3 separate regions of the Gasterosteus aculeatus genome follow, and regions 1 and 2 are each linked to region 3. Evidence: chromatin contacts called from public Hi-C data. All regions are on one chromosome and are shown on one strand. The core of a region is the stretch at or near the end of the contact, and the rest is flanking DNA. Distances in the headings are between cores, read along the strand shown.

Region 1 (2,875 bases), core at 64-2,563, 57 kb after region 3:
GTAACCTAGTTCTCTCCTGCAAGCCCCCCTCCCCCCCTCCCCTCATTGCATGGCTGCTAGTTGTGTTGAGTGTAATAGGCCTTTTTAATCTCAAAGCAAAGAGGAAGGTGTTTGTTCGAATGCGGCTTAAGAGAAGGAGAAAACCGAGACACACGAAAAGCATCCGAGCATGAGGGGACAAGAACACAAAGAAGATGCTGTGTGCAAGTTTCTTACCGTCTTTGTTACTTGTGACCGGAATATTGTGGACGGTTCGCAGTTTGAAACAGGAGCTGGTCAGGACCTGAAGCTCCACAGAACTCAATACACACGCCTGGAGATCTGAAACACACACACACACACACACACACACACACACACACACACACACACACACAGTGTCAAACTTTTCCTTTTTTTGAGGTAGAGTGAGTAAAGAGTGGTTGTAACCCGCTTCTAGGGGAAGCTCAGTGTTTTCTAACCACATAAATGACCTGTAGGCCAATGTTACCTTTCTTCTGGAGTTTCTGGATGCTTTCCCTCCACTCCGACCTCTCGTAATCAGAGGATATGAGGAACTGGTAGCTCTTGATGCACACAGAAAACCAAGAATGTTAAAGACCTCAAGAACCAACACAGAAATTATTATTGGACAAGACTGTGAAAGAATCATTTTAACTTTGACAAAAAGCCCCAAAAATGTGTAATTATCGCACGTTTAAACAGTATTTTTATTCTGGGAACTTAAATCAAATCTGTCGAGGGGCTATTTCAAAAGGGAGTGTCTCCCTCTAGAGGTGAGACTTGGGATTGGATCACACAGTACCTTTCCATGTCTGTTGTGGATGCGGAAGGGGATGGTGGGAGAATGCAGGAGCAGCCACGACTCCTGTTCGTTCATTTTCTTTCTCAGGCGCTCCACGCGACTCTGACCCTTCGGTGCTTTCTAAAACACACGTGCAGGCATTCAGAATCTCATTTAGACCTGAAACACTCATCAAGTGAAATACTAAACATTGCGATAGAGCCTCTAAAACAGAGGTTATGGGGCAACGAGAGTCTGCTGGTCTAGCTGGCATTTATTTATTAACACCCAACATAATGATACAAATCAACCTTTTAACAATCCACAAATCTCCTCAGAAATCCCAGACGAAAATGTTTTAATAACCTATTCAAAATACAATAGTTTTAACTACGTCATTACTTGCATCAGCGTAGTATTCTTTAACGACACATTTCCCATTTTTTCGAAGACAACAACACTGTGCCGTGAGAGTCATGTAGTTATGTAATTCGAGGATCTGGGCTTCCAGTCAGCATTGAAGGAAAATAAATAGACACTTCCTCCCTGCCCTTAGCAGGAAGCCGTGAGTCAGAGCCCGGATACAATCAGCTGAACCTCCCACTGCTCGGAGCTCCTCTGATTCCGAACACCAGCCGCGGTCACTCGTTGTGCCTCCAGGTGGAGGGGGGCGAGTTACACGCTGTGAGGGGAATAACAGGAACTCTCTGCTCCTGAAGCCCCCAGTGTGTCTCAGCCTGGCTGGCCCGTTCTGGCCCGTTCTGATTCTTTGGCCAATGCTCAGTGCTGAGCATCATTTCCCTTTGAACTAGTGAAATGACCACAGCAACTCATTCTAGTTCTGTGGTTTCCGCACTGATTGAAACAGGTTGATTTAGCATTTTCCCCCAGTTTGAGAATATACTACATATTTTCAGATGTACCTGCATGCCCTCACAAGAGTCGCAAGCTGCCGTATGAAGTGATCAATAAATAAGTGGCAAGCAAAGTTCAACAGAACTGACCAGTGGAAACTTCCCTCCTGAGTCGTATGTGTTTATTGTAACAATATGAACCCCGCATTTTAAAAGGAGCTTTGGAAGGGCCATGGAGATGACAAAAAATCCCATTGAACAACAGGACTACCTTCTCTTTCTGTATCTCACTCTTCAGAACGGAGATCTTGATCTTCATCTCCTCGATCTCGTGCTCGGGGAGGACCTGAATACTGGGGCAAGACTCTGAGTCGTCCAGGGTCTGGAAAGTCAAGTCCGCCAGAGGGAGGTACCACTTGCACTCGTACTGCTGATGGCGACTGCAGGTGGACAGAGGAACACGATAAGTGAAAGGGTCATACAGCAAATCAACAAATCAGTGGAAACTAACATTTGTGAATCCACAGGACTAGTGCAAAGAAAAAAAGCCTGTCTAAACTCGTCATGATGACCACCAACCAGATATCATAATCTCTGGGTAAATTGGACAAAGCTTTACTGGAGAGAGATGATATCACTGTTCACGTAAATGTAACATTAGAACGTTTTTTTTTTAAAAGCTGAAGAGGGAAAAGGAGAATTGATTAATTGAACAACACACATCCTCCCTAATGACACCCCTATTAGAATTATGGGTGCACAGTCAACTCATTACCAGACCAGAAGGCCATTTGATTCGCTCGTTAATGAGAATCCACGCTGGAATGAAATTCTCACATGAGACGACAAAAATCCCGGGGAGTGTCAATAAAAAAAAAAAAGATCCAATCAGGCCAACAGCTTCCGCCGCGCTGAAGGAGCTAATGTCACGCAGTCCTGTGTATCTACACACGTTTGTCTTCGCTCTATCCCCCATGTGAGTCTCCCTGTCTAAGTGTGGCTTCAAAAAGACGGCGACGAGGAAGGCAGAATAAATGAGACACTGATGGGACACACCCGGAGAGGGTGGATGTTCAAATGGCTCTGTGCTTACACACGGCTATGGTCCTCTGGATGGAGAGAAGAAGCGGACTCACCCCACAGCGGTCTTCTTCATCTTGGCACAGAGCAGCAGGTCCGTGAAGAGGAAGACATGCCGGAGCTTCCTTGAGCTTTCCGACACCTCCACCAGGAAGCC
Region 2 (2,758 bases), core at 47-2,546, 34 kb after region 3:
GTATTGTGTAGCTACATCTGATGCCGGTCGTGTGTTCTGCAGGTCATTTGGGATAATGTGACGGTTAATTAGGGCCAGCTGTTCCTGAAATGCCAAAAGTGCTCAGCCACAGGGGGGCGGCGAATACGATAAACAGCAGGGGGAGCTCAGCGGATACTGAGACGCTTTAGATGGAAATACCATGAACTCATCAGTGGCTTTAATTAAGGAATAACAGTGTAGGATGTAGGAAGGGCAAACCATGAAACCTCAGGAAAGAAAGAGAGGAAATTAAACCGCCGAAGCAGTGGTTTTATTAAACTGATGGGAGATTTTTAGCGAGCGTTTGTGCAATTAATCAATATGTTAAAAAGAGGAAGCACTTGTTCTTCACCATTAATGTGAACTATTAAAGAACAATATCATTTACGGAGATGAGAGAGCAGATAGTAAAGCTTTTGACATAGAGAAGTAGAAAAGCTGATCAGTCTTAATCTCACCACCACATCACGGCCTCGACGGGTCAGAGCCATCCGATGAGAACAATAGTCAACTGTGACACACAGGGGGAGCGAGCACACAGAGGGGTAAATAATGAGCATAAGAGAGAGACACAGATAACTGATGGGAGTGACAGAGTGGTCAACAGGAGAGAACACAAATGAGAGGAAACACAGCTGGTGTGTGTGTCTGTTACGTGTGTGTGTGTGTGTGTGTGTGTGCAAATGTTGAATGCAAAAGCAAGAGACCTTTTGTCTGAGCAGCTTGCTGCGGACGCGGCCCCATAGCTTGGCCCCGGTGTTGGTGTGCTTTTTTAGCACGGGGGTCTGCGGCTGGCTGGACAGATTGTGCTGGTTCTGGCCCACGCAGCAGTGCTGCTCCAGGCGCTCGCACACTGAGTTCAAGTTTACATCCGACACCAAGATCTCCGTCATCCCAGAAGCTTTTAGAAGGTCCTTTGCGACCGGAGCGCAGGTGGACAGAGGACGCTGCCGACAACAAACGAGGGGAGGAAGGATCCCTGCCAAGCGTCGCTCTCTAAAAAAACAAACCGAAAAAGTGTCCCGCGGCTGATGCAAAGTTCAAAGATGTTCACTTAAAACAAGGAACGAGTGATGAGAGGAGAGCGAGATGCTGCCATGGTCGCCTTGATAAGCTTGAGAATAATTCCTCTGTGAGCTCATTCCACAGTCAGCTGCCGACATCTCCCGCTGTGCAAATCTGACTTCCACAACGGCAAACACAGATACGCAGCGCTGGAGCGAGGCAGAGCGAGAGAGACCAGAGCGAGAGAGAGAGAGAGAGAGAGCGCGAGAGCGAGAGAGATTGGGGGCGTCAATGAGCTCACGTTTGTCGCTGAGCCGCCCTGCTTCTCCAGATGTTGATGGACACGCCTCCAAAAGATCCACCAAAAGGGAGGAGGGAGCAATAGACATTCAATGAGAAATGAGAAGCAGAGGAGATAGAGGGAGGGAGGGAGGCAGAGAGAGACAGGGATGCTGCACTGTGTTTTGCTCAGCGCTTTGACCTCTTGTCAACCTTTCCCAGAGCTGGTCAGCGCATTCAGGAAATGAGCAAAAAGAGGAATGTGAACGAGGAGAAAGAGGTGGAGGAAGACTTGAAACTTTAAGGTGACTAAATATTGGTGTCTAAAACAGGGGAAAAAAGCGTCTACAGCTTTAACATCTCGTCCAAGAGCTCCCATTGTTCTCCCCTTCCTCCTCCATTCCGACTGTCACGGACTTCTCCTCACCACGCTCTTACATTCACACTTGCACGCATCAGCATCTTCGTTCAACAGGACTGGCTGGTAGTGGTCCTCTGTATAATGGATGAGGGTGGGAGTGGGGGAGGGGGGTCTGTCTGTATATGCCTCTCACACTCTGTCATGTCCCGTCCCATTGAAAAGAGAGAATCAGAGGGGGTGAGGTGTTCTGCTGGGAGAGAGGTTACAGACTCTGGGGCCACATCTTAGGACGTCTGCTGGTCAGTGCGCCGATGCTGATTGGCCGGTGACTCATGAGGGGATTCAGAGAAGAAGCGAGGAGCACAGCTGTGTTCACGAGCAGACGAAGAAATAACGTTTTCTGCAACACAACCTGCTCGGCTCAATGTCAACAAGTACCATCGATGTTTATCCAATACCAACATGGCAAGTTATTGGTTATTGATAATCCAGACGAACATTTTACGATTTGTATATTTCGTCTGAAGAGCAGATGCCAGAAGAAAAAGTGTAAGGAGAACATATTTAGTGGTTACTTTCATGTCCACGTCAAACGAGCCTCAGCCAAGCAACCCGTCACGGTAAGATTCCAATGAGCCCCAGAGAGCCAGAGGCGGTATGGCGGCGCGGTGGGTTTGTGCGTCCGTCTGACCGACGGAAGAGAGAGGGGGGGGGGGGGGGGGGCACAGTATTTTTAACTCCCAGGGTTCGGAAACATAAGACGGGCACTCTCCATGCGTCACAACTTGGAAGGAATGTCTGGGAAAACCATGTTTTGGAAATGGGAGGGCTAAGAAAAGAAACCCCACAGGGAGGCGGGAGATACTTGGGTACAATGAGAGAGAGAAAAGGAAAACTCAGAAATAGAACTGTAGGTTTTAAGTGTTTAAAACACTTAAAGGTTTTTTCTGCGACCACAGCATTCATCAAAGAGACAATGAAAATTGTCGCTAGTCCCAAAATTCCTTTTCTTCCTGCATGTTCACACCCGCCATCACAAGACGCCCGAGCACGGCTGCGCTTTGGAGCAGCGGCGTCTCTGCCACGGGTCAC
Region 3 (2,762 bases), core at 142-2,641:
TTGTGTTACAGGTACAATGTTACGTGGCAAGAGTAGAACTACAGGAGCCTCGCCAGGATAGTTTGCTAGAATTAAGAAATTAAGGACCTAATGAAGACATGAAAAACAACCTTTCAAAAACCAGTGCACTTAACACAACAAGGCCTTGTTTGACTGCTTCACATGGCACTGATCTAATGAGGAACAAATGGCTGCATGATCATGTGGAGAAAAACAGCTTGCAGTGCACAAGCGGTTCTGAGGGAAACTTGCCAGGAGCAGCAAATTTTAAATGTACATAAAACCCTACATAAATACATTTGCCACCCACGGTTATTTAAAGAAGCACACTATGACAACGCTGTTAAAGAGGTGGTAAACGGTGCCTTGTTGCTACCGTTCATATTGATCCTATCATTCAAATTAAATGGGGAAAGTAAATGTTTGCATAGTTAAAACCGCTTGGGTTCAGGGCATAGAGTTTAGGTCTTCAATCATTTCAAGGAGAGGTTTGCAGTTTTAGCAACCTGAGGGGACTACACATGGATAATCTAATCCAATATATTATAGCGTCAATGTATTTCAATTTGAATTACTTTAGGCAAAAAAAACTAGAAATAAAAGCCACAGCTCCTCTCTCCTCCTGACACCATGACTTCTTACTCTTCCAGTACAATTTAAAGAAAATATAGCAAAATAATTCACATTATAGTTTCTTCATTTCGTAAAGGATGGTCCGTGTATCGTCACGAGTATGTTCGATGGATAAAACAACATCCACGTCGGACAGCAAATAAAACACGCCACTACCTGACGAGAACATGACCAGCGCATCACACTAAGAGGAAGAAGAATTGAGGTCATCAACGAGATGTTAAAAGAAAATATGTGGAGGAACGTTACCGAGCGACGGCTCCTGTTGAACTCACGACTTCACACCGGACGACGTTAACAAGTAAACAGAAGAACCGGGGACGAGTATCTGGAGCGCCGCCGCGTCATCGCGCCTCGTGCGCCGCAGTCCTCCCGTTTATTGGACCGAGATCACAGAAATGCTGGGACAAGTCCAATTAGCGGGGAAACCACCTGTCCTCCTGCTATCAAATGACAGCCGTTGTCGCATCGGGAGAGACATGTCCGCCTCCGTCGGTAAAGGAGAGGAAACAGAGACAGTAGGACACGAGGGGACACCGCGCGTCTCTCTCTCTGACAGCTGCGCCGCGGTAACAAGTTCACACATTTTAAACCCAGACATTTTGATGACAAGAAGAGCAAATGACACCGGTGGTGTAAAGGAAACGAGTCCCAGCTCACGCTCACCTGGTCGGTGTCGCGCCGCCGTCGTTTGATCAGGATGCCCGCCTCGCGCACGCGAGTCCTTTAAGCGTCACCAGCAGCGCGTGCTGGAGCCAGTAGGTGGAGCGCGCGCAGCGAGTTTGGTGCAGTGAGCGGGGAGATTTCTGGGTAATGTAGTATTTTTTTGTATTTCTGGGAAATGTAGTATTTCTATTGAATAACTCATTCCACTGACTGACACTGTTAAGGGAACAATATACACATTCCATCGGACCAAATATGATTTATTGAAGAGATAGGATGTATTAAAACAGTTAGACGGTGATAGTCAACATCACAACACAAACTCAATAATGACCATAAGGTTTCAAGAAAAAAAACTCAAAATAAAAAGGTACAATCCGCTGCAGGGCTCCTGAAGTCTTGGGTAGAATGTGCTGACACGAGTACAGTACATAATGCAAAGTAGTTTTGTTTTGCTTGTATATGAACAATTCAATAATAATCCAAGTTAGTAGTTCTGCTAAAAATTTAGAAATACAACGTCTTAAATAGTGGTTATAATATTTCCATTTTCCGACATCAGCACGATTTGCCGACGTGTCGAATCTGCAGTCACTTGTCTTTGACTCAATTTACCTACACCGACGTCTGTCATTGAGAAACATGGCTGCTTCCACGGGTGCTGCAAACGCTGCTGCCTCCGACTTACGCGGTCCAGCTTCGGCGGATTCGAGCACGGACAACCCCCCGATCCAGTACAGCGCAATCCTGGAGCACCTCGTCGGGGACAAGAGGGCCGTGAAGGAGCTGAGTCCCGGCGTTATGGGCGGACTGCCGGTGCCCTTTAAAAGCGACGAGCAGAAGATGATCGAGAGGGGAATGGAGAGCTGCGCCTTCAAGTCGGTTCTGGCCTGCGTGGGAGGTAAGCTGTGGCAGCCGATCGGTACCCGTGCGTCTCTTCCCGTCCAGCTTCAGGTCAACCATCTGCTGCAGGAGCTCTAATGCGTATGTGGAAGTGGATATGACGGGGACACTTTGGGACATTAGTATGTGGTTTCTCTGATGTAGTGCTCAAATGATTAACCGATTGACAGAAAACAATATTCTCTTTAAATAATATTAATAGTGGCACCACAACGTATGCTGTACATTACACATACCTGGTCAATAACCTTAACATATCTCTCACATCACAGTAGAGTAGTATCTTGTATTCCCCTCGACCTGTGAACTGTGTTGTGATTTCTCAGGTGTTTTTTGTTCTCCACAGGGTTTGTCCTCGGAGGAGCATTTGGTGTTTTCACTGCAGGCATCGATACCAATGTTGGCTTCGACCCCAAAGACCCCCTGAAAACCCCGTCAGCGCGAGAAGTCCTCAAAGACATGGGCCAGAGGGGGATGTCGTACGCCAAGAACTTTGCCATCGTGGGCGCCATGTTCTCCTGCACAGAGTGCATCATAGAATCAGTAGGTCACGAATTCAA

Evidence for each region. Hi-C and Micro-C count contacts between places; a contact is called where the count stands out from the background.
Region 1: a contact with region 3 is called in a Hi-C map of skeletal muscle, with 8 times the contacts expected there. The contact joins the enhancer-like site here to the promoter of specc1 in region 3. A contact is called at or near these places in 3 of 6 Hi-C or Micro-C datasets (skeletal muscle and whole body).
Region 2: a Hi-C map of liver shows a contact between it and region 3, with 2.4 times the contacts expected there. The contact joins the enhancer-like site here to the promoter of specc1 in region 3. A contact is called at or near these places in 2 of 6 Hi-C or Micro-C datasets (blood and trunk muscle and liver).

Annotation. Positions count from the first base shown.
Region 1 is chr7:18,681,623-18,684,497 of fGasAcu3.hap1.1, forward strand. It overlaps abr (ABR activator of RhoGEF and GTPase), which reads right to left. Exons shown (of 23, transcript XM_040182171.2): 9 at 2,775-2,875; 10 at 1,910-2,078; 11 at 806-925; 12 at 491-566; 13 at 217-321. Among protein-coding and RNA genes, the nearest start is that of abr, 53 kb to the right of the region's middle. Within about 2 kb of position 1,314, at least 2 of the 9 cell types and tissues checked have open chromatin away from gene starts, as enhancers often do.
Region 2 is chr7:18,657,890-18,660,647 of fGasAcu3.hap1.1, forward strand. The region is part of intron 16 of abr (ABR activator of RhoGEF and GTPase); the gene reads right to left. Among protein-coding and RNA genes, the nearest start is that of specc1, 34 kb to the left of the region's middle. Within about 2 kb of position 1,297, at least 3 of the 9 cell types and tissues checked have open chromatin away from gene starts, as enhancers often do.
Region 3 is chr7:18,624,091-18,626,852 of fGasAcu3.hap1.1, forward strand. specc1 (sperm antigen with calponin homology and coiled-coil domains 1) reads right to left here and starts at 1,392. Exons shown (of 15, transcript XM_040182179.2): 1 at 1,300-1,392. It overlaps timm22 (translocase of inner mitochondrial membrane 22 homolog (yeast)), which reads left to right and starts at 1,068. Exons shown (of 4, transcript XM_078106214.1): 1 at 1,068-2,200; 2 at 2,549-2,745. The coding sequence starts at 1,942.